Linked DNA regions of Mus musculus: all the other regions are linked to region 2. The links are chromatin contacts, called in public HiChIP or PLAC-seq maps. All regions are on one chromosome and are shown on one strand. Each heading gives the region's core, a stretch centred on a gene start, on an enhancer-like site or on the middle of the called end of the contact. The rest is flanking DNA. Distances are from core to core; before and after follow the strand shown. Region 1 has its middle 4.4 kb from the start of Gm19510. Region 2 overlaps Nsmce2 (NSE2/MMS21 homolog, SMC5-SMC6 complex SUMO ligase). Region 3 overlaps Gm36819 (a long non-coding RNA gene). Region 4 has its middle 56 kb from the start of Gm19510. Region 5 overlaps Nsmce2 (NSE2/MMS21 homolog, SMC5-SMC6 complex SUMO ligase). Region 6 overlaps Nsmce2 (NSE2/MMS21 homolog, SMC5-SMC6 complex SUMO ligase).

Evidence for each region. HiChIP or PLAC-seq counts read pairs in DNA pulled down with a chosen protein or histone mark.
Region 1: a contact with region 2 is called in a CTCF HiChIP or PLAC-seq map of CD8 T cells, with 6 read pairs. The contact joins two enhancer-like sites. A contact is called at or near these places in 1 of 15 datasets of contacts at CTCF or cohesin (CD8 T cells), 3 of 484 Hi-C or Micro-C datasets (Th1 cells, bone marrow-derived dendritic cells and muscle stem cells) and 5 of 115 datasets of contacts at active chromatin or transcription factors (CD8 T cells, effector CD8 T cells, extraembryonic endoderm stem cells and 2 more).
Region 3: a contact with region 2 is called in an H3K27ac HiChIP or PLAC-seq map of microglia, with 6 times the contacts expected there. The contact joins two enhancer-like sites. A contact is called at or near these places in 7 of 484 Hi-C or Micro-C datasets (the C2C12 cell line, bone marrow-derived macrophages, embryonic stem cells and 4 more), 13 of 115 datasets of contacts at active chromatin or transcription factors (effector CD8 T cells, embryonic stem cells, epiblast stem cells and 3 more) and 1 of 9 other capture datasets (embryonic stem cells).
Region 4: a BATF HiChIP or PLAC-seq map of CD8 T cells shows a contact between it and region 2, with 13 read pairs. The contact joins two enhancer-like sites. A contact is called at or near these places in 4 of 484 Hi-C or Micro-C datasets (Th1 cells, bone marrow-derived macrophages, embryonic stem cells and 1 more) and 3 of 115 datasets of contacts at active chromatin or transcription factors (CD8 T cells, embryonic stem cells and microglia).
Region 5: a contact with region 2 is called in a FOXA1 HiChIP or PLAC-seq map of pancreatic cancer cells. The contact joins two enhancer-like sites. A contact is called at or near these places in 8 of 484 Hi-C or Micro-C datasets (CD4 single positive thymocytes, Th1 cells, Th2 cells and 5 more), 11 of 115 datasets of contacts at active chromatin or transcription factors (Th17 cells, acute myeloid leukemia, embryonic fibroblasts and 4 more) and 2 of 9 other capture datasets (bone marrow-derived macrophages and embryonic stem cells).
Region 6: a CTCF HiChIP or PLAC-seq map of the NIH/3T3 cell line shows a contact between it and region 2, with 11 read pairs. The contact joins two enhancer-like sites. A contact is called at or near these places in 1 of 39 promoter capture datasets (liver), 3 of 15 datasets of contacts at CTCF or cohesin (the NIH/3T3 cell line, embryonic stem cells and pro-B cells), 22 of 484 Hi-C or Micro-C datasets (the C2C12 cell line, CD4 single positive thymocytes, DN3 thymocytes and 15 more), 19 of 115 datasets of contacts at active chromatin or transcription factors (the NIH/3T3 cell line, Th17 cells, bone marrow-derived dendritic cells and 10 more) and 1 of 9 other capture datasets (embryonic stem cells).

The regions. Positions count from the first base shown.
Region 1 is chr15:59,797,571-59,801,070 of GRCm38.p6, forward strand. No RefSeq gene overlaps it. Among named protein-coding and RNA genes, the nearest start is that of Gm19510, 4.4 kb to the left of the region's middle. Within about 2 kb of position 2,106, at least 49 of the 459 cell types and tissues checked have an H3K27ac peak or open chromatin away from gene starts, as enhancers often do. A contact at or near this core is called in CD8 T cells, Th1 cells and pancreatic cancer cells, where this site is marked.
Region 2 is chr15:59,597,148-59,600,624 of GRCm38.p6, forward strand. The region is part of intron 6 of Nsmce2 (NSE2/MMS21 homolog, SMC5-SMC6 complex SUMO ligase); the gene reads left to right. Among named protein-coding and RNA genes, the nearest start is that of Gm36677, 19 kb to the right of the region's middle. Within about 2 kb of position 1,899, at least 165 of the 459 cell types and tissues checked have an H3K27ac peak or open chromatin away from gene starts, as enhancers often do. A contact at or near this core is called in the C2C12 cell line, CD8 T cells, the NIH/3T3 cell line and 10 more, where this site is marked.
Region 3 is chr15:59,827,046-59,830,698 of GRCm38.p6, forward strand. It overlaps Gm36819 (a long non-coding RNA gene), which reads left to right. Exons shown (of 3, transcript XR_384128.2): 2 at 77-146; 3 at 1,116-3,653. Among named protein-coding and RNA genes, the nearest start is that of Gm36819, 5.5 kb to the left of the region's middle. Within about 2 kb of position 1,511, at least 93 of the 459 cell types and tissues checked have an H3K27ac peak or open chromatin away from gene starts, as enhancers often do. A contact at or near this core is called in the C2C12 cell line, bone marrow-derived macrophages, microglia and 1 more, where this site is marked.
Region 4 is chr15:59,737,309-59,740,752 of GRCm38.p6, forward strand. No RefSeq gene overlaps it. Among named protein-coding and RNA genes, the nearest start is that of Gm19510, 56 kb to the right of the region's middle. Within about 2 kb of position 2,068, at least 69 of the 459 cell types and tissues checked have an H3K27ac peak or open chromatin away from gene starts, as enhancers often do. A contact at or near this core is called in CD8 T cells, Th1 cells and bone marrow-derived macrophages, where this site is marked.
Region 5 is chr15:59,408,875-59,412,205 of GRCm38.p6, forward strand. The region is part of intron 2 of Nsmce2 (NSE2/MMS21 homolog, SMC5-SMC6 complex SUMO ligase); the gene reads left to right. Among named protein-coding and RNA genes, the nearest start is that of Nsmce2, 36 kb to the left of the region's middle. Within about 2 kb of position 1,692, at least 46 of the 459 cell types and tissues checked have an H3K27ac peak or open chromatin away from gene starts, as enhancers often do. A contact at or near this core is called in Th1 cells, Th17 cells, Th2 cells and 2 more, where this site is marked.
Region 6 is chr15:59,390,687-59,394,411 of GRCm38.p6, forward strand. The region is part of intron 2 of Nsmce2 (NSE2/MMS21 homolog, SMC5-SMC6 complex SUMO ligase); the gene reads left to right. Among named protein-coding and RNA genes, the nearest start is that of Nsmce2, 18 kb to the left of the region's middle. Within about 2 kb of position 1,530, at least 78 of the 459 cell types and tissues checked have an H3K27ac peak or open chromatin away from gene starts, as enhancers often do. A contact at or near this core is called in the NIH/3T3 cell line, bone marrow-derived macrophages, embryonic fibroblasts and 4 more, where this site is marked.

The DNA of each region.
Region 1 (3,500 bases), core at 856-3,355, 200 kb after region 2:
ATCACACTCTTCCAACCTCCAATCATCCTGTGCCCATGACTGATTCCTGCACCGCCACACCCACTTCAATGGGAAGTGCCTCCTTGCCCTTCAAGGCCTGGGTCTGCAAGCCTGTTTCTGACAGGAATGATGCCTTGTCCCTGTGGATCCTTCGGAAAGCTTGTCACCTCCTGTGGGATGTGCTGAAGGATGGGGCCTCTGTGTGATTAAGTTAACCAAGGTCTACATGCAGTGTAATATAGTCTAGAGACTATTCTGTATGCGTCACACACATCAACGGATTTGATCTGTGTTACAATGCTATAAAGAAAATACTGTTGTGGTTAATATTTTATGGGTTATAACACTGGAACATGACATATTACTAACTTTTCTTGTCGCTATGAGCAATTACCTCATAAGACGTAACATAAGAGTTGGAGGATTCCTTACGGTGGGGAAGTCACGGTGGGGGGAGAATTCCCATGGTGTTTACTCACATCTCTGGGTACCAGCGAACAGATATAGGACAGGAAGTGGAGCCAGACTATAAACAGAGGCATATTTCCTCCAGCTGGTCTCCACCTCCCCAAAGTTCCATACCTTCTTCTAACAGAGCTACCAATTAAGAACCAATTGTTTAAACACATGTTCGTGGGGGGTGGGGGGGTGGCGGGGCATTTTTCACCCAAACCCTAACTTATGTGGAAGCTAGTTAAACTCTCCAAAGTCACATGGCTAGAACATTTCACAGATAGGATTTGAACCTAAATCATCTGGTTTGCCACAGGGACCTAAATCTGGGACATAGGCAGAGGGTTTTGATCACCTCGATGTGGATGGAGGGTGACCTTGATTTTGCAGATGTGGTGAGCTGTGGAAGGACTTCATGTTCTCATAGTGGATAGTCTTGAGGTGGATTTCAATTGTACTGTGCAGAGGGAGAGAAGCTGTGGGGTTGGGGTGGGGACCAGTCCCTGGGTCCTGGTAGTAGAGGGATAGTTTCTTCCTTTATCAAATTTGTGACTAGAAGAAGACAATCAGTTGTTTGGTATTTTCCTCCCTTTCCTGGAAGTGCCAAGGCTGCATGAAGAGAAGCTTTCAGAAGCTCTGTGGGTGGCTAGGAACATCTGGCATGGAAGTTGCTAAGCAACTCCAGAGGCCTGCCTTCTGGTGAAGCCTGAGAACTGGCCTGGCCTCCTTGGCCAGTGAAGGACATGGCTTCCTTAAAACACTTGTATCCTGTGCCTTTCAGCATTCTCCTGGTCAGCCTTGGGTGACAGTGATGAGTGTGGACACATAGAATATTATCAAAGCAGACAGTATTTGCTGCAGGCTCTTTCTGGGGACCCTGGGACCAGCCATTGGACACTTGGACTTGGCATTTTGGATATTCCCAACCTGCTCTTTAATGAGTCTAATTTCGTGTGTGGGTGACAATGGGAACAGAAGTAAAGAGGGAAGCTGAGATGTACTGTAGGCTGAATTAACGAATTTCAAATTATATATTGAAGTAAGAATCCTTGTGGCTTCAGAATGTCCCTGTACTGGGGAACAGGCCCCTTAAAGAACTATGTAATGTTTACTGATATCATTGGGGTCGTAATGCTTACTGAGACTCTTGGGGAGGTATATTAATCCAAGAACTGGGCTCTTCATCAAAAGAGGGAACTTGAATCCAGACTTCCTATAGAAGAACACAGGAAGGAGCCAGCCATGAGGCAGCCCAGGAGAGTCAAAGCAAGCCTGCTTACACTCTGCTCTTGGACTTCAGCCTCCAGAATTACAAGAACATAGATCTTGGTTGCCTGAGTCATCCTGGTACAACATCTGCTTCTTCAGCTCTAGCAAGCTATTGGAAGGGGTCATCTCATTCACTGTGCCCCCCGGTCATGGCACTCCCATCTCCATGGGGTCAGTCTAGCCAAACAGGAAGGGATTTCTGGCTAGAGAGGGACTGGGTGTAGGTGACACTGGGCATGGGCCTACAGGGCTGTCATAGGCTAGATGGGTAAGCCTTGCCCTTAGGGAGCTTCTAATCCCATGGAGAGACAAGTACACTGTGAGCTAAGTACCTATGAGTCACTCAGTAATGAAACATTCACATGAGACAGCAAGAGAGGTGAGAGTCCATGGTCCAGGATGATGTCATAGAGGCTTGCTTCAAAGGCTCAGCCTTGGGGCCGACCTGTGCATAACAAGTGTGAGGTCCTGAGTTCAAATCCCACAAATCCTTATAAAAATCCAGGAATGGGTATGTGTGCCTGCAACCACAGGGACTAAAGCAGAGAACAATATAGAAAAGTACTTCATGTCCTTGTCTGGCTTCTGTGTATGCCTACACAAGCATGCACACTCACACACTGTGGTGTATATGCCCACCCCTGTAACATGTATCCCATACCTCTCTCTCTGTCTCTGAATCTGTCTCTGTCTCTGTCTCTCTCTCTCTCTCTCTGTCTCTCTCTCTCTCTCTCTCTCTGTCTCTCTGTCTCTCTGTCTCTCTGTCTCTCTCTCTCTCTCTCTCTCACACACACACACACACATACACACACACACACACACACACACACACACACACACACACACACGATGCAGAGAAACACAGGGTTTTCTCGGGCACTGCAATCAGACACTGGAGGAAAGAGTACCCAAGAGGAGGTGTGTACATGTGAAAATGCTCAGAGGCACTTACTATGATGTCGAAGACCAGGCCTGGAGCTGCATCAGACAGGCCACCACACACGTAGGCTGGGTTCGGGAACCTCAGAAAGAATACAATTTATCAGTCAGTGTGCTGGGCCAGTGATATCCTAGGCTAGTAGGGGGAACCATAGGCAGGTCACTCAGTTTTCTGGGATGTCAACACTCTCTGTTGCAAAAGTAGCAATGATCACAGCTCTTGCCTTGTAGGGGTGCTGTGAAGACTAGGTAGGTGTACTGGCTAGTTTTGTGTCAACTTGACACAGCTGGAGTTATCACAGAGAAAGGAGCTTCAGTTGAGGAAATGCCTCCATGAGATCCAACTGTAAGGCATTTTCTCAATTAGTGATCAAGGGGGAAAGGCCCCTTGTGGGTGGGACCATCTCAGGGCTGGTAGTCTTGGTTCTATAAGAAAGCAGGCTGAGCAAGCCAGGTGAGGCAAGCCAGTAAAGAACATCCCTCCATGGCCTCTGCATCAGCTCCTGCTTCCTGACCTGCTTGAGTTCCAGTCCTGGCTTCCTTGGTGATGAACAGCAGTATGGAAGTGTAAGCCGAATAAACCCTTTCCTCCCCAACTTGTTTCTTGGTCATGATGTTTGTGCAGGAATAGAAACCCTGACTACTAAGACAAATTGGTACCAGTGGAGTGGGGTATTCCTGTGACAACCTGACCATGTTTTGGGGAGGACTGTGGAAGGACTTTGGAACTTTGGGCTTGAAGATCCATCCATTGTTAAGACCTCTGTCGGATGTTGTGTAGGAGCTTGGAAGATAATGTTGAGAACACTGCAGAAGTTGGAGCTCTGGTGTGTGAAATT
Region 2 (3,477 bases), core at 649-3,148:
AGCTATTATCTCTCAAATAAAGCTGCCTGCTCGTTTTCATGTTAATGAACTGTGGCTGACTGTGACCCCCACCAATTGTTTTGGTTTTCTGAATCTTTAGGGAATTCTAAGCTCATCAGATGAAGTGAAGAGAAATGTGTGATGTCAAAGCAGAATCACTTACCAACAAATAACTGAGCCTCTCAGCCGGGTTCTTTATCTCTAAAGTAAAAATGACATCAACTCAAAATTCCAGTGACCCTAGAGCCTACAGGGGATTCCTTCCAGATCTGTACTGTCCCATTTCTTGGCTGTGAAGAAGACCGGGAGATAGCTCAGCTCAGTGAGGGTTCAGCTCATCCCCAGAATTCACATCAAAGTGCCAAGTGTGATAGCTCACTTGTATCCCGGCACTGGGAGAGGGAGGGAGATGAAAGGCAGGCAGGCCCCTGAGGTCAGTGAGGCCAGCCAGACTAGTGGCTGTTTAGCAAGAATTAGGCCAGTGAAAGAGTCTGTCAGAAATAAATAACTAGTACAGTGGACCCTGAGGAGAACGACAGGGATGACCTCTGACTCCCACAGCATATACACATGTGCACAGCTGCACACAGGCGGGCAGAAGCACAGGCCTGACAGGAAGTTTGCTGGTGTACAGTGTGAACTCACAGCTGTGGGGCCCTTATGGCAAACAGTCATCATGTGTACCTCACTGTTTTGTGACACATCACCCTGGACTTGGAGGCGATGGGACACAGTTACTCTCTGAGTGTAACTATGTCAGGAATCTACCCAGCTCTAATGCCAGAGGTATCTGTCTATACAGCTGCTTCCTAGAGCTTATGGGCCAAACCTTGATATTCTTAGGACCCAAATCTGCATCTCTCCATACTCAGCATTGTGTGATCCTGAGCTGAGGCTGAGGCCCCGAATCCCCGATGCCCCTGGGACCCTCTGCACCCTGAGACCTCTCCTTAGCATAGACTCGCAATAAGGAATGCTCTGCCCTGTGGCTGACCCAGGCACAGGACCAGCCTCTCCTTCCAGGTCTGTGAGTCTGAGCCCTTCCTGGGGATGAGTTGATGATGTTGAAGGTGTTGCCACACCTGACTTGCTCACCAGGATGTCCTGGGGATTATGGCCTAACGCTTGGGTAGTGTTGTTTCTCGGAGCAGGAATGCCCTGATTCAAGCCCGTGGCATCATGGCCTTTTCTTACCCTTTTTAGTTTAAAAACTTGTTCGTTTCTGTGGGGTGGGGTGGGGTGGGAAACAAGGCTGTGCCCTGGTTCCTGTCCTGCCTCTCCTCCAGGAAGTCTCTCAAAGGTTCTCGCATGCTCTTCAGTGTTGTTCTCACCATGTCTCTGGTTGAGCCGCCTTGTGTGAGGAGACAGGACTGGTTAACTGTGGTCTAGAACAGCAAGTGCTGCGTGATGAGACCTGGAGCACAATCCTTTGCCCGTGGCATTCAGTGGCCTTGATTTTCACTGTGCCAGGATGCCTGCAGACAGACAAGAACTCCACGTTCATCTGTTTGCAGGAAAAGCCTTGTGCCGTCACCTGGACAGTGTCAGCACTAGGGGAGCCGACTGCTAGGCCTTTGCCGCTCTTTTGGAGATGTCTCACTATATAGCCTAGCCTAGCCTAGAACTTTCTGTGTAGCTCAGTCTTGCCTCAGCCTCGGGTGCTGGGATTGTAGGCATATACACTTGTCTTGGCTCTTCCATTTTCCAGTTTGTATCTTTGTTGTCGGGTCACCTCGCTCCCCTCGGATACTTGATTTATATCCCTGTTCCCAGAGCCTGTCTCTGCATGACACAGACATCACCAGGCTCCATCCCATCCCATCAACATGAGTGTGGGCGCCTCCTCTGCAGCTCAGTGGTGTGGTTAATTCCGTCAGCCATTCTCAGAATGCCCTCATTTACTGACTAAAGCCACTGATGTCATCAGGAAGTCCTCCCCCCTCACTCTCCACTTCCCTCTCCACTGCTTATTCACTGTCTGGCAGAAGGAGGTAGACGCTGTTCTCAGGAGTCCACTGCACCCAAGGTCTGGTCGTCAGGGACGGGGCTCGGGGCTCGCCTCTCAGGGAGGTTCACTCCAGAAGCCCCCTGTTGTGCACGTCCATGTCTGGGAAGCCTAGGGGATGACAGTCTCCGTTTCTAAAGTCTGGAATGTGTGGATGTCTCCATCACCATCTCATACTTAGGAATTCCAAAGTACATCGGTCGAGCTGGGGTGAGCAGGTGGGGGGCTACGCAGCCAGATTCCAGGCAAAAGGAAGGAAGGAAAGGAGGAAGGGAGGGAGGAGAGAAGAAAGAGCGCTCCTATGCCTGACTGTACAGGACACATTTAGCATTTCAAAATGAATTCCTGTTCTCAAGCTTACTGTCCCTGCAAATGGGCTGCACACTGTCCAGGGACAGCCCATGTCCTGCCAACACTCCTTGACCCCAGGATCAAGGCCAGGAAACACCTCCTCTTTCCTGCCTCATCCCTGCATTGTAACTCCCAGGTCAGGTTCCCTTCCCTTGGCCTTTTACCTTTTACTCTGCGTTTCCTGTGCCTCTAGAAGAGCTGTCTCAGTTCATGGGGCTGAGCCCTGTGTGGATCAGAGCCGTGTTTATACTTAAGGCTATGTGATTAGAACCTAGCCCAGAGCTGATCACACAGAAGCACCGGGAATGCATGAGTGGTGTGTGTGTGCACAGTTCTGTGGAAGGACAGGCAGACAGACCAGATAACTTAAAACTTCCCAGGAGGTGAGTGGCCAGCCTAGGAGATGGGAAAGTGGAAGGACACCATGGAGCACTGTGAGGCCCGTTACCCTGTGGAGTGGGGACCCTGCCCCAGAAAGGTTATCTTGACCACCAATCGCGTGTTTGAGGGAATTCAGGACCTGCGTGAGCTTGACTCCAAACACTGGGCACTTAGCCCTGCCCAAACCTTGTTCACTGTAAAAAGAAATCAGGTGATTCAGTCCAAACACTCCCTCAACTGAGATGGCTAACTGAGCAAGGCCTTGAGTTCCGCCCTTTTCTGGTGAGTCACATTCTTAATTCCCTCACCTCGGGCTTCTGGCCAGAGCCCAGTGTCCCTCTCACTCTCTCCATTGAGAGGTTTCATGGCATTCAGAGGGATGGAGTTCAGGCAGGACTCCTGCCCCCATGCCTGGCCTGTGTTCCCTTCCCATCGAAGTTGTCCACTGCTTGGCTCTGCCCTCTCCTTTGTTTACTTGCCTTCCATCCGAGGGTCTGCAGGTCCTATGGCCTGGTGTGTGTTGGAGCCTGTCTCTGCCACACACTCAACCAAACTGCCTCGCCCTTCCTGTACTGATGTGGGACCCCCACTATTTCCTCCACCTTGCCCTTTGCCCTCTAGCCTTTTGTCCTCTCTAAGTAGCTAGAGCAAGTTTTTTAAATGGAACTAAATTTTATCCCACACCGATCTAAAATCTTGGGGGAGGGTGTGTTTTCATATTTAAAATGATACCCCAGGCT
Region 3 (3,653 bases), core at 261-2,760, 230 kb after region 2:
GAAGCCAGCTCTTTATGATTTTTAAAAATATACTGTGGTTCTCATTTTCACACCATTGAAACTACTTGTTGTCTAGGACCCACTCTCTTGAGACTGGCTCATTGGAGTAGAGGACCCTGTCCTTCTGTCTGGCTCTGCCATCCTGGGTAAGTCTCCTTCACAGACTCAGTTTCCCCATCTGCTGATGGTGGTACTCAGCTCTCTACAGAGATCAAGTGATCACAACCAAAGAACACTTGGGATGTGAATGTGAGGAATGGTGTACAATGGTCTTTTGCCTTAATTTTCTAGCGTTTGAGTCTTCTTTACCCTGGATGGCTCTGTGCATCCTTCTTAGCAGCAGGATCTCTGGCCTGAAGGCCAGCCAAGCCTCCAGGACCTCTCATCTGTTGAACACTGAGCAGGCAGCCATGTGCCCAGAGGTGCTCAGTATATGAAGAGTAAACTGCACGGTAAAAGCCATGCATTTACAGAGCATGGTCATGCCACAGAAGCTGGATATGGAAAGATGGCAGCTCTATATGCATATGTAAGGTCAAAGCCCACAAAAGGCCTAGCAAAGGGCAGGGTGATCGTAATGCAGCCGCTGCATTATTCATTCAGAAAGGCAACCGTTGCTCTCTGGCTTTGGGAGACGAGGGGGAGAGTAAACAGACATGGGTCCTTGAAGGGACACAGTTGAACAGCTTAGGGACTGACCTGACTGGGGCAACAGGGAATAAAAGAAAGCAGGCACAAAGGCACAGGCGCAGGAAAGCTGGGACCAGGTGGGTCATGTGCTCTGATAGAACTCAGCAGTTCATTTCATACACCCGTACTAAGGAGCTGGGTTGGCTGTCCACAGCTGAACAAGTGTGTAGTATGCAGCTGAAGGAGGAGGGCAGACTTAACTAGTCTTGGTGGGGGTCTCTATGGGGAGCAGTCTCGGGCTGTGAACACACGGGAGGAGGAAGCTGCCCTGGACATTTTCTGCCAGTATCCAATATCCATGCACCAGGGAAAGGCTTTCTAATTCCCGTGAGTCTGAGGCATTGGTGGCATTGACGTGACCACTTTCGTGGCCCTTTTCCTGTCACCAACAAACATTCACTCAGGACTTTATTCACTCCCCGCAGTACCAGGCATATACGAGCAGAAGCATCCTGTCACAGAGTGACGTCATCTTTCTGGAGTCATCTCCTCTTCCCTCGTCGTCCCACTCATTCCTCTCCTGTGCTGACCACATTCTGGGGAAGGCCTGGAAGAAATGGAAGCCATCCTTCACGAGTCCCCCACCAGGTGCTTGGCACGGTGCTCTGCATCTGATGTGAAGTTCGCACTAAGTCCGGGACTGTAATTCTCCTTTTGCTGACAGTGAAAGAGTCCTCAGGAAAGCAGGGTGCCTTTGCGCAAGGCCAACCAGCAAGAAACAGGACCTGGATGACAGAGCCAGCTGCCTCCCCATATGAGGGCACTGGGAGAAGCGGGGTAGGCAAGGAAGGAAGCGGAGTCATTCACTGCCTCAGGCAACAAGCAATAGATTTCCCTAGATCCCGTCTGCTAGGCACTTAGATGCTTGGAAGCTGAGGCTGCAGAAACTGGCTTCTTTCTGACTCAGAGGTGCCATCTTCAGGCCAGCGGAAGTGTTGCAAACAGGAACAAGCACCTGCCCCTCTGCTCTCCACTAGACAGGCACCACCAGATGCTGGCTGGGGAAGGGACCTTCCATCTTAAAATATTCCAGAGTGAGGCAGAGGGATGGACTAGCTCAGAGTTACAGAGTTAGAGATGGCAGAACAGGAGCTGCACCCCTATGACCCCGTCAGTGACCCCTCACTTTCCAGACTCTCTTTCATCATCTTTCATCATGCATCCTCACTTTCTTCCCACTCTCCTCTTCCTCTTTCTTCTTCCCCTTCTTCCTCCCCTCCATCCGACAGCTGTTATTGAGCACTTTGTAGGTTTTGGGCATAGTCTCCCGCCTGGGATAGGAAGTCTGGGTGCGGGAAAGTCTGCTCTCAGGGATCGTTGTTGAATTGATTAGTTGACATCGTAACTTTCCAACTATAGCTGAGATGCATAGAGCAAGTCTTACCACATTTCAGGCCCTCCATAGAGGCTTCGTCTCACTGACTTCTCACAGAATAGAAGATTCAGCCGTGGGGCAGTTTGGGAGCATGCTCAGTAGGACCCAGTAAGTTGTGGAGCCGTGACTCAAAACCCAGATCCTTTCTACCTCAGAACCAGAGATGTCAACTGCAGTGTTGTATGTCTTCTCTAAAGGATAACCCAGGAAGCAGGCATGTTCTCATAACATTTTGTTCTCTACAATATTTGCTTGTTCTGGGTCTGAGCGAGGTGAAGGCCATCTTCTCCAGTTCCTTGCTTCTGAATTCTGAGGATTTTTATTGAGGTATTGTTAGGTCCTGGTTACTGAGCAAGGTATCAGGCACAGGGAAGGGACTGACTCAGAGAGAATCATGACGTGTAGATGGCAGTGTTACAGAATCAATTAGCAATCATGTCTTTGTAGAAGCACTCCACATCACTGGGAAGGATCCAGTTACATTGTCTGGTAGAAGTGGCCCTCCTCTCCCAGTTGTGTAGTGAATTACCTGAGTGACCAGACATACAGTCCCTGACTCAAGTCTCCTAGAAACACAGGCCAAATTCAAAGAGCTGAGAGACAAAATGGTCACATGAGCCTTTACAGGGCAGCTGAGGGGCCTGGGAATCCTAAGATAAAGACGGGTTTCTGGTCCCCTCAACAGGGGCCATCATCAAGTTTTGAGGAAATGAGCCTCTGTGTTCTGATACCATTTTAGTTTCCATTTCTTCATTAGCTACAAGCTTGCATTTCTCTTAAGTTCACAGGAATCCTGCCTTTGTTCTTCCTTTTTATGGGGAAGGTCTAGCTTCTCCTATGTGTGTGGATGTGCTCATGAGCACGCACGATTGGCTCCTGAAAGTAGAACTCACCAGCTTATAGGTGTCATATCCGAAGCCAGAAGATGAAGTGTGACCATCAGAAGCCACTTAAGGAATTTCTCCACCAAAGCTACAGTGACATCCTTAGACAAGGAAGCCCCATCATGTGCACGTGTCTTAGGCAGAGGGCAGTGCAGCACAGAGATGCGCTTTAACACTTCTCCTCCCTGCCTTTGCTCTGGATAGCATATCTTCACTTCCCAAGAACAGTGTGTGTGTGTCTGTATATGAACATGTACACAGATTTTATGTGCTTAGTGCAAACACACATACCTCAGAGGAATGGATTTCCTAACAGTTCTGCCAGGGCTACAACGGGGGAGGGGACTCTCTAATGCCCTCGAAATTTCCAAGATTCTTTTCTCTTTCAAAAATAACAACTCTTTTAAGATTTCATTTTTCTCTGCCCTGAATAGAACGACAACGTAACAAAAATTGTAACATCGAAGGGAGACAACCTTGGACCCAAGTCTCTGTCCTCCCAGGAAAGGACCGATCAGCCAGTTTTGGGGCTTTATATAAATGATAAGAGGGCCACGGACACATGGTCCACACGGGTTTCGTCACTATGTGAATAAGTCTTGTGAAGACATACCTACCATCCCTCGAGGTGGTTCTAGAAGGGGAGGCCGAGGTGGCCGAGACCCTGGCTTTACATTATAGAAGGGAAGGTGCTTGCTATTGTA
Region 4 (3,444 bases), core at 818-3,317, 140 kb after region 2:
TGTCTGGGGCCTCTCCTCTCTCCTCATCTCAGGGAAATGCTCTGGGGGAGTTGTGGGTAGCTTCTAAGCCCTGCGGTTGGAGAAGACTCTAAAGCCTACAGGTTCTGGGATGACTCATGGGAAATTTCCTAAAGGTCACACACTTGTCAGCCTTCTGTTTCCTCATGCTCCCCGTGGCCTTGGGAGTTGGCTAATTCTAGGAAGTGATTTTCTTATCTCCTCCGGAGCCTTCATTCTTGTGAGGGCCGCTGAGATGTTTTTACCTACTTCACTTTGGACACCTAAATGTGTGGGGTTTTCCTTGCACAAACCAAGTCTCCAAGTCTCTTGACACCAATGGTGTGTGGGTGGCTGTCCTACAGCTGAATTAGATCTAGAGTTAGCGTTAGATGTCACAGGCTTGAGGGACAGTCCCAGTCCTAGATGATAATTCCAAACAGAAGGTCACCAGGCTGCTTATACTCTGTCCCCACATAACCACAGAAGTTGGAGAGTTCCCACAACCCTACCTGTGTGGATAATTCACTAGGGCAGCTCCTAAGATTCCAGGAAATACCCAACATATGACTGCTGTCTGATTAGAAAGGATACAAATGATGCATAGACCAAGACCAAAAGGTACCCAGGAGAGGGGCCTCAGTAGAGAAGATTCTGTCCCCCCACAGAATTGCTATGAACGAATCTGGAAGAGCTCCAAACCCACTTACCTCTGCTCTCCATAAGGTCTTGCTATATACAACCCAGTCTGGCTTGGAACTCACAGTCTTCCTGCCTTAGCCCCTAACTGATGGGATTACAGGCACATACTGCCATGCTGGGCAGTCCCCAGGTACTCAGGGGTCCTCATGGGACATGTACTGTGTAGACATACTTGATGACATTGTTGGACTTTGGTGATTAATTCAGTCTCTAATCTCCCTTTTTTCTCCAGAGGCTGGAGGTGGTATCAAAAGTTCCAAGCTTTGCATGCCTGTCCCCCCCCCCCCCACAACCCCACCACTAGGAACAGCCTTTCATTAGAACAACAGAGGATCCTGTCCCCTTTATCGTTCAGGAAATTTTAAGAGTTTGGAGAGCTTTGTGCTAGAAATTGAGACAAAGACTAAATGTCTCTCTGTCTAATAGCAGGCTTGGCAAACTGGGGTTGCGGTGCTGTCTTCTACACATGTTCCTCAGCAAAGACGTTGTTCACCAAGGCTGTAAGCTACTGAAATATGTGCAAACAAGAACTACTCTAAGAGTTAGGTCCTGACCGAAAACACATTCATTAACTCACAGGTTCCATGGGGTAGAAATCCTGGAGCTGGTCAGGTGAGTGCATCTTAAGGCTTCTTACAGGCACAGTATGTGGACTGCAATCACCAGCGAGGAAGGGTTTGCTCCTAACTTTTATCATGTTGGAATGATTCAGTTCCTTTTGGGCTCATGGATGGAGAGTCCTGGTTCTTAGTTGCACATGAGCAGAGGGCTTAATCAAGACCTCTCCATAGGCTGCTCCCAAAATGGTAGAGGGTGTTAGGAGCGTGGGAGAGCTTAAAGGCTAAGAGAAGGAGCAAGGACAAGATGGAAGTCAATATCTTTAGAACTCGGATCTCAGACACGGTAGCCTACACCGTATACCACATTCCATTTGTTAGAAGTTACTTGATCTGTGTTCAAGGAAGAGAAATTTAAGGGCATAATGTAGGGAGGACCACCCAAGACCATCTTGGGGACAACTTCTCTTAAGGTTAGTTCTAGGGATAAAACATGGTCATTTTGATGACAACAATCAATTTGAATATGTCAACGCACTGTATTGGTTATTTTTTATATTACAAATCCTGTTATACCCAATATTCATGATACAAATTAGTATTTAAGTAGAATTACAAAAGACACCAGAAACCCATTGTTAGAACTCCCTTATAAAAGTGAAGTCAAAAGACCATCGATTTTCAGAAGACATCATAGCCCCGCTTTTCAAATAACTGCACCAGTACTTTCACTAAGTCATACTCTGGGAGCAGGGGTGTCTCTATTTATAGTTCCTGACGTCATCAACCACAGTGAAACTTCAGTTTCTGCTTGTCCTTCCTCTTTGTCCCCTCCCTGTCATCTTTCTCTGAGGCCATGGATACACCTAAGCACCTGGTGACACACAGCAGCCTGTAGCCTTTCAAACATGGTTTCACATTTATAGTTGTCTCTTGTGGAGATGGGTCTTCACATGACTAATAGCATTTGGCAGAAACCACGGTTCCAAGTCAGCTGATGGCATGGCATCCGATTCAGGTTCTACCTCTCCTAGTCGCCACCTTCCCTCCCTCTCCCTGTAACTTTAAGCCCTTTTCTGGGGCTGATGTCTGAAGTGATCTATTTTCTGAATACTCTTTTTTTTTTTTTTTTCCTTGAGGCAAGGTCTTATGAAATCCACCTGGCCTCACATCCACAGAAATCTTTTTGTCCCAGCACCACGAATGCTGGGATTACACACATCTGCCACTGTGACCCCATTTTGGCTGGATGTGAGACAAGCTATTAGAAAAGCCGAGTTGGGTGGGTCAAGCATAGACACTGGGGCCGAGCAGATCTAGCCCTAGCACTGCTTATAAAAGTTAATAGGTTTTGGTTGATGTTCAAAGTCTAGATGGCAAAAGGCATATTTTAACAGCTAATAATAATAATAATAATAATAATAATAATAATAATAATAAAATCATCTGGCTCTGTTATCCTCTTTTAAATATCTCTGGGACTTTATTCCACAACGGATAGCATTGTGTGGAGAAAAAAACCACATCTCTTTCCAGCCTTGATTTTCCACACCTGACAAATGTGTGCAGCAAGAGTACCTGCCTTGTTGGTGGGATGCTGTGATCTAGTGTAGAGAGTGTGCTCATAGCCTCACCTTCGGAATGTCGAGTGATGCTAAATGCTATGTGTCCCTTGTTTCCTCATGTCCTGAGCAGGGACTAACATACATTAGGTACTCAGGAAAAGCGTCCCTGTAAACAGTGGTACCTGGATGAATAACTGAGATAGTATCACACCGGCAGTGTGCGTTTCCTAAGTTATACAAAGATACAAATCTTTATAAAGGGAAAGCAGTCCCATTAAGAATTCTGCCTTTCCTGTATCCCAATTTCCTGTCTGTGCCTTCTTGGGAATTCCCAGTTATTCCTGGCACTTGACTAAGACTTCAGTTCCCACAGAATAACTCATCAGGAGCTAAACTTTGCACCTGAAGACCTTGTCTTGAAAAGCACACTTTCCAGGTGGGGCAGGGAGTGTGGAAAGGTAGCAGAGGGGGAGGTCACCAACAGAGAGGCCTCCCCATGGGGAAAACAGACAAGCAAACCTGGTGTCAGCCTTTTACATAGACGTTATTTCCTGTTGTATCTTGTATCTTTATAAAATTTGTGTGTCTCGGTATCTGTGATATCTACTGAGTTCAGACAATGG
Region 5 (3,331 bases), core at 442-2,941, 190 kb before region 2:
ATACAGCACTGCCCTGCTGATCGCTCTTCAGGATACAGCAGAGGCTAGGCATGGAGTCAGTGCTTGGTAATAATCACTGTTGGATGACTGAGTGGAAACTTCATTACCACTGAACTTGCTTAGCTCAATTACTAAACTCGTGTTCCTGCCTAAAGCTATTCTTGCTTTTCTGTGGAACTTGGTTTTGTTTGCTTTTATGTTGGTACTGTAGAGTAGCTATCCTGGAGTTAAAAGAGGCATGTTCTCAGTCTCCGTGTTCCTGCACGTGAAGACTAGGCCGCTAAAGAACACTGGGATTTCACTGGGAGACATGGAAGTCATTTTTCCTAACACATCATACTTTGAGTCCTTGTTTCCATTCTGTCTTTTACTATTTTGATGTGTCTGTAGTCATCTTTAGAAGGTGGCATGAAATACACAGAATAGCTCTATAAGATTACAGTCAGGAACCCAATAGCAGTGTTGACTCTAGGCAGAGAGCTTTGAGGGCTGTAGACACCACAGTAGTGTATCATCTCAGTTTTCAGCCATATGCTTTATTAATCTTAAACATTGCTTTTAAATATGTGGGTAAACCACATGATTCAGCATTTACTAGCTTAAGTGAGATAAATTTATATTGAGAATATTAGAAAGTATGACTAATAGAGAAAAATAGCCTTCAGTTTTCCCAGGTCTTCCGTGTTTGAGGTATCGGGTTGGATGATTCACCAGTATCCTCTTTAAGTTTCTCAGGAACCATTGTAGGCTTTTTCAGAAGAGATTCCTTTTCGTCTTTCTTGCCAGAAATTCATGCAGGAGCTTTAGTGTTGGACCAGAATCAAAGCCAAACCCTGTTCCTTAAACCTCCTTCCTGGGTCTGCAAGTCTCACAGTATAGATAAGGCTAGGCGCAGACAGAAGCATTGTTAGTTGGGAAGTGCTGCTGTGAATATTGCTTCCAGCCTTGAACTCACAATTTTTTTTTCCAGTCTAGTAGGAAGAAATTGATGGTTGGGATATGGGGAATGTGTTTGAGTCAAATCAAAGACCTGACTCTCAAAACTCGAGGGAACCAAGAGAGTCTAAGGGTGTGTTTTAAGATGAGAAGAGCCTATGGTGCTTTAGTAACTGGCAGCATTCATTTCTGTGATTTTTGTGACACCTTTGCCATGGTAGTTTATGGAGTGCCAGCAGATGTCTCACAAAGGTAGCTGTCTGTAGAGTGAAGGGACGCCAAGTCCGAGGGGGAGCACAGTGACTAGTCTCTTTCCCCTGTGTCCTTTCCTCTTACGGGAAAGCAAGGCAACAAAAGCCCTTAGAAAAGGAACAACACACTCATTACTGCATGGCTTCTGTATCAGTGTGTTTGTCTATGTCTGTGGTAGTTCATACACTGTGCTTTGTGCCTGGTGCTGACTTCAAGTCATAACTCTACGTTTATTAACTCCATGACCTGCCCGATGATTTCACCTCTCCGGGAGTTAATTTCCTTATCTTTATTGTATGCTTAATAGTGCCCAAATTATGTTGGAGCAGAGGTAGTGTGTTCACAGGTCCTCGTACTTAGTACTCATTCAAGGTTGTTCATTTTTTCCATCCATGGCTTTCTTTGTTCATCATCAATGTTTTCCTTTGACTAGGACAACTCTGAATCAGTCAGTTTCAGGGGAGCCCTGAAAGCATTTGTTTAGCCTCCACCCCAGTGTGGTGAACAGCCATGGCCTTCTGCTAAGGTTCTTTGCCTCGTGTGGTAGTGGTGGCTGCTGTTCTTGCATTAAGGCATCTCCCCCGCCTGATGTGTAGTAAGTGCTCAGTAACCATTGGCAGGTAAAGGAGTTTCTGAACTTGGAAAGGGGTGTCTGCAACCCTTCTCACTGAGGTCTGAATTCTGTGGGTTCGGCTGGTTGCTTTGTAAGTTAATATATACCTGAAACTTTTTAGTTCTGAGGGCAAGATGATTTTAGGATTTGGACTAGTTATATTTGCAGATGAACTATCTACTCTGTAATGGATTTAGTTAAAAATATAGCTGGTTAGTGCTTATGCCAAGCCAGGCTCTTCTTTGAGCACTGTACCTACATGCTAACAACTTTATGAATTTGGTACTATTCTTTATCTTTTTCTTGTTTTAAAAGGTTTGCATTTTATTTTTATGGGTATGAGTATTTGCCTGCATAAATGAGTGTACACTACATGCATTCCTGGTGCTGATGGAGGCCTACGAGGGTATCAGATCTCCTTGATCAGGCGTTATAGGCTTTCCTGAGTTGTCATATGGGTGGTAGGAATCGAACCTTGGTCCCCTGCAAGAATCACAAGTGTTCTTAACCACTCAGCCACCTCTCCAGCCTTCAGTACTATTCTGATACCCATTATAGAGGTGTGGAAACAGTCTTTCCAAAGACTACACAGTCCACAAGAAAGAAATCAAGCAGACTGCCCCTTCAATTATGTGGTGTGCAGCTTCCCACGTCTGGGTTATTATGTGATGGGAGGGCTGTGGGGAGGCAGATGGCAGGAAGGTGGAAAGTCCTCCAGGATTTCTCCTGGACTTTGGGAAGAAACCAGCTGCTGACTGGTTATATCATACACCTGATACTGCACACTTACTTCTAGTGGGAGGCAGTTATAACATGGGCATTCAGTTTTAATTTTACCACACTAATATCTGTGTGGAGGAATAATTACAACTTTGAAGTTCAGTGTAGTGAGAAGTAACCAAGTTTCTATTAAACATTGCTCAAGCACTGAGTAAGTCATTAAATTCAACTCCTGATGAGTGTAGATTGCTTAATATCTGTCTGTCAGGAGACACACAGATAGACAGATAGATGTCACTAGATGTAGGTAATTGGATCTGAGTTTACAGAGAATTCAGGTTTTGGTTTGATTTTGACACAGAAGTTGAGAATATTGTTTATACTGTCATCTGTTTGTATTTCTCAAAAAAAAAGGTAAATGTCTTTTACAGAAAATATGGAAGAATCAAGTTCTCATATAAAGAGATCTGGAAATAACTTATTCCCAGTCTTTAGAAAATAAACTTTTCTGGCTGTGTGTGCCATTTAGTCTAAGGAATTTAAACTAAAGTCAGGCAACCCTTGCCACCATCCTTCTTCTTCGCCAAAATGGTCTGTGTATTTAATGACATTTCGTGTTTATCAGATTCTTCTAAGTGTGTGAGTCATGTTGACTCACAGTCAGCAATCCTTAGCAACACTAAATGTCTGCTTTGTCTTAGCTTGGTAAGTCACTAATAAAATACATGCTGCTGAATTTAATCAACTCCATGTAATTGGTTGTTTCTGTTCAGACATGCTTGTGTGTGGCTTTGTAGAATAGAAAAATTA
Region 6 (3,725 bases), core at 280-2,779, 210 kb before region 2:
TCTTCTCAGCTTTTTTTGTTTTGTTTTATTTTGTTTTTGTTTTTTTTTCTTGACCTTTGGAGCTGGGGCTTCAGTTAGATTTCAGTGATCAAACTTCGGATAAAAAGGACTAAAACAGATAAAAAGAAGAAAAAAAAAAAGAAACAAACAAACAAGTAGGAGTCACTCAGTAAAAAGCCAGGCCAGCACCAAATCATGTCTCTGGCCATTGGCAAGAACTGATGCTGGCTTAATGCTATGCAGAGATGACAACAGAGGCAGAAGTAGAACTGACATGAGGAGCCTTTTGTGAAGCACTGTAGTCCTCTTTTAATGACATAAAGTTTTAATGTCTTGTGGTCAGAGGGAAGGAGCTTTTATGAGGACGACACGTAGCACAGCTGAAAGCAGCTTGATTCTTCTAGAGATCATTACCCACACTGTTCTTTCCCCGTTACAGACGAAGTCCTGTATTCATGCTGTGCGTTTCTGTATACCATTACTTATGTGTACACGTGCAGCCTGATAAAACTACAGTGTTTGCCACATGTGTAATTTAAAATTTTCTACTGCCCTTCTTTCATAAAATATGGAGGAAGGAGAGATTTGTAATGTTTTATTTAACCTAGTGTATCTGAAACTATTTTTCGGGACCAGAGAGATGGCTTTATGGGTAAGAGGATTGGCTGCTTTTCCAGAGGACCTAGGTTCAATTCCTATAACCCAGGCTATACCACACCTGCTTCTACACTAGACACTACTCATGTCCATAGTATATCCGTAGACATAATGCAGTCAAAACATCTATACACACAAATATAATTTAAAAAGTAAATAAAGATAAAATATTTTTATGTGTCATAAATATGAAAGCTCCTAAGGAGTTCTTTTGACACAGCGTGGGCACTGAAATCAGAATCCTACAGTACACTAGACTCCAGACTAGCCACACTGCTTATGCTTATTGGTCACATATAACACTTTATGAGATGACAAAAGACACATAAGGGTTATTTCACTTCTCTGTGACAGAGTAAGAAATAAGAGATGGCCAAATCAGCTAGATCTGCAGCTCTTTAGCAGTTCTGGTGAGTCTTCCAATCAAACCGGTGGAAGAATGAGACACTCAGTTTCTCCTGCACTCTCCTCTGCTGAAACTGTGGCTAGTATTTTAGGGTTTTCCCCAAATTGTTTAGCCAGCTTAAAATAAAAAGTGCATTGTTTCTGAGGATCCTGTTACATTTGCTTCTGTATAAAATGTTGTGTGTTCATTTGAATCCACATCTACAGTTCTTCATATTTTGTAGCTGATGTGGTAAATCAGTTTCATATGCTGTTGGGCAAGCTGGAAGGTTAAGCCTCTTAACTTCGGCAGCCAGCATATTCTAGTTGCTGTAAACAATTAAGCCTGTCAGCAGTTGACCTTGGGAATGCTAATTTGCTTGTCCCTGGGTGCCGCCTCAGGCCCTGGCTTTCTCTCTGTGGGTGGGAGTTGTGAACCTGGTTTGGAGAAGAACTAGAGGCATTTGAGGCCAGCTCCAAACAGATGTGCTTCTTGCTTCACTTTTGCATGTGACCACAGTTGCAAGAGGCATATTCTTGCATGTTTTTTTTAAGGCCTGTGGAATCAGAGAGCAAAGTTGAAAGGCAGCTTCTTTACCTTTGGATCTGTTCTTGCCCTTCAGTAGAGTCCTCATCTGTCATGGCGAAGGTTGATTTAAAACCAGCAGTCTTTTTCATTGGGGTTCACTGTGCGTCTTAAACTTACAAGAAGAGTTGAAAGCCACCTTTTATCACACACACACACACACACTCCTTGCTTTGTGATTTTTTACTGACAGGGTCTTACCATGTAACCCAGGCTCGCCTCAAAGTTACTACCCTCCTACCTCATCCTCCAGAAGGCTGAGATTACAGGAATCCATAAGCACACCTGGTTTCGTATTCATGGCAGTTATTTTGTGTCTGGTCAAGAATAAGGCGAATAATTGAGGAGAAGGGGGTGCTAGCTGGGAAGTTATACTCACTGAGAAGTTCTTCATGGGCTCTCTGTAAGTGTGCATACCTGAGAGAGGAAGGTTGAGAGTATTTATTCAATTCTAAATTAATTACTGCCATTGTAAACTGGTGACGGCAGCAGTGACCACTTTAACCTGAAGATGAAGATTTCACTTTTCTTCTGGACTGCGTGTTAGGTTTTTGGGAGTGAGAAGAGAATGGTATTCAAGAAAGAGACGTATTGAGTTCAGTTGTCTTTAGGACAGGGTATTTATTAACAGCACAGCCTGTCCTGTGGTCCCACCCTGATGCCATAGCTTTAGTCCTGCCAGACAAAGGAAGGTGCCTATACTTAAAGGTTTCAGAGAGATGGGGGAAATCCTATACTGTGTGGAAGGAGGCCTCGTTAATATGTGACTTGAGCTAGATGACTCGGACCACAGTCAGGGTGTTTTAGATTGTGACTAGCATTGGGGAAGAGGCAGATTTGGCTCTGTGTGAGGGCTGTGTAAGGGCAACAACTTACAGGGCTGGCTCATTAGCTCTTAGCTATAGCATCTGCACCTGGAGACTCTGGGTTCTGATATAGTGCTTAGGCAAAGTACAACATGATACTGTACAGTACAGTACAGTACTGTAGAGTATCATATAAAACTTATTTAAATTGTTTATTTGAACTTGTTTGGTTTTCATTATTAGGTAATTGTTAATTTTTTAAAAAATTGATTGATCACCAATTACTTCTTGGCCCATGCTTTGAAAAGGTTAATTAGCAGCTACGGCAAATAAGAATAAATGCAAAGATTGGGAAAGCTACGTGGTAGTAAGCAAGGTATTTCTAATTAGTAGATTATTGGTATGTGTGACAGAAAAAAGAATCAGACCTCTTCCTTTACGACAGAACCCCGGTCTATATGTCAGGATGCACACATCTCTTACAAAAGATGTATAGGTGATCTATGATTAACAATTATTTGTATGCATGAGTGAGTATGAACATGGGTAAGTGCATGTGCAGTGTTCCAGAAAGAACACTGGCCCCTCTGGAGCTCTGTGAGGTGATTGTCAGCTGTGTAATGTGCGTGCTGGGAACCAAACTTAGGACCTCTGCAGGAGCAGTGTGTGCTCTTACCCACGGAGCAACCCCCTCTCTAGACTCTGTATTTATGCATCTCAGTTATCAATAGCTATCTCAATAGATTGTCCATGTTTGATCATTTCTTTCCCCATGACCACAGACAGCACTTGGCACTTCCTCTCCAAATAGGCCGTCCATCTGTGCAAAACTGCTGACCAGCGCTTACAGGACTGTGGTGTCACTGGCTACATCCTTCCATATGCACCCTAGTCATAGAGACCTCCTCAAGGGGCCCTGTGTGTGCTCTGTGGACTTCCTTTTCCTCTCCCTGAGGTGTCCTCTCCCTTCTGAGTGCTGGTGGTATGCCTGTTGGTCACGCTCGGCTGAGGTTCAGTGCCACATCTTTCTTCTTTGCTTCCTCTGTGTATGCTGTACACTTACTCAGCCGAGCAGCCGAGCACTTCTTTTCTCCGAGTTCTTTTCTCGTGCCCATTCACAGCACTAGACAGACAGGGAGGCTTGAAAAGGCCACTTAGTTATGTTCAGTTTTGCATGTTTTGGCGTTGTGTTCCAAAGTATATTTTGTACTAGACTCAGCTGAGGAGTACCTGTAAACAACCTACAAACAGATGCTGGTTGGTCAGCAGTGAACTGGGCTTGGTTGATTCCT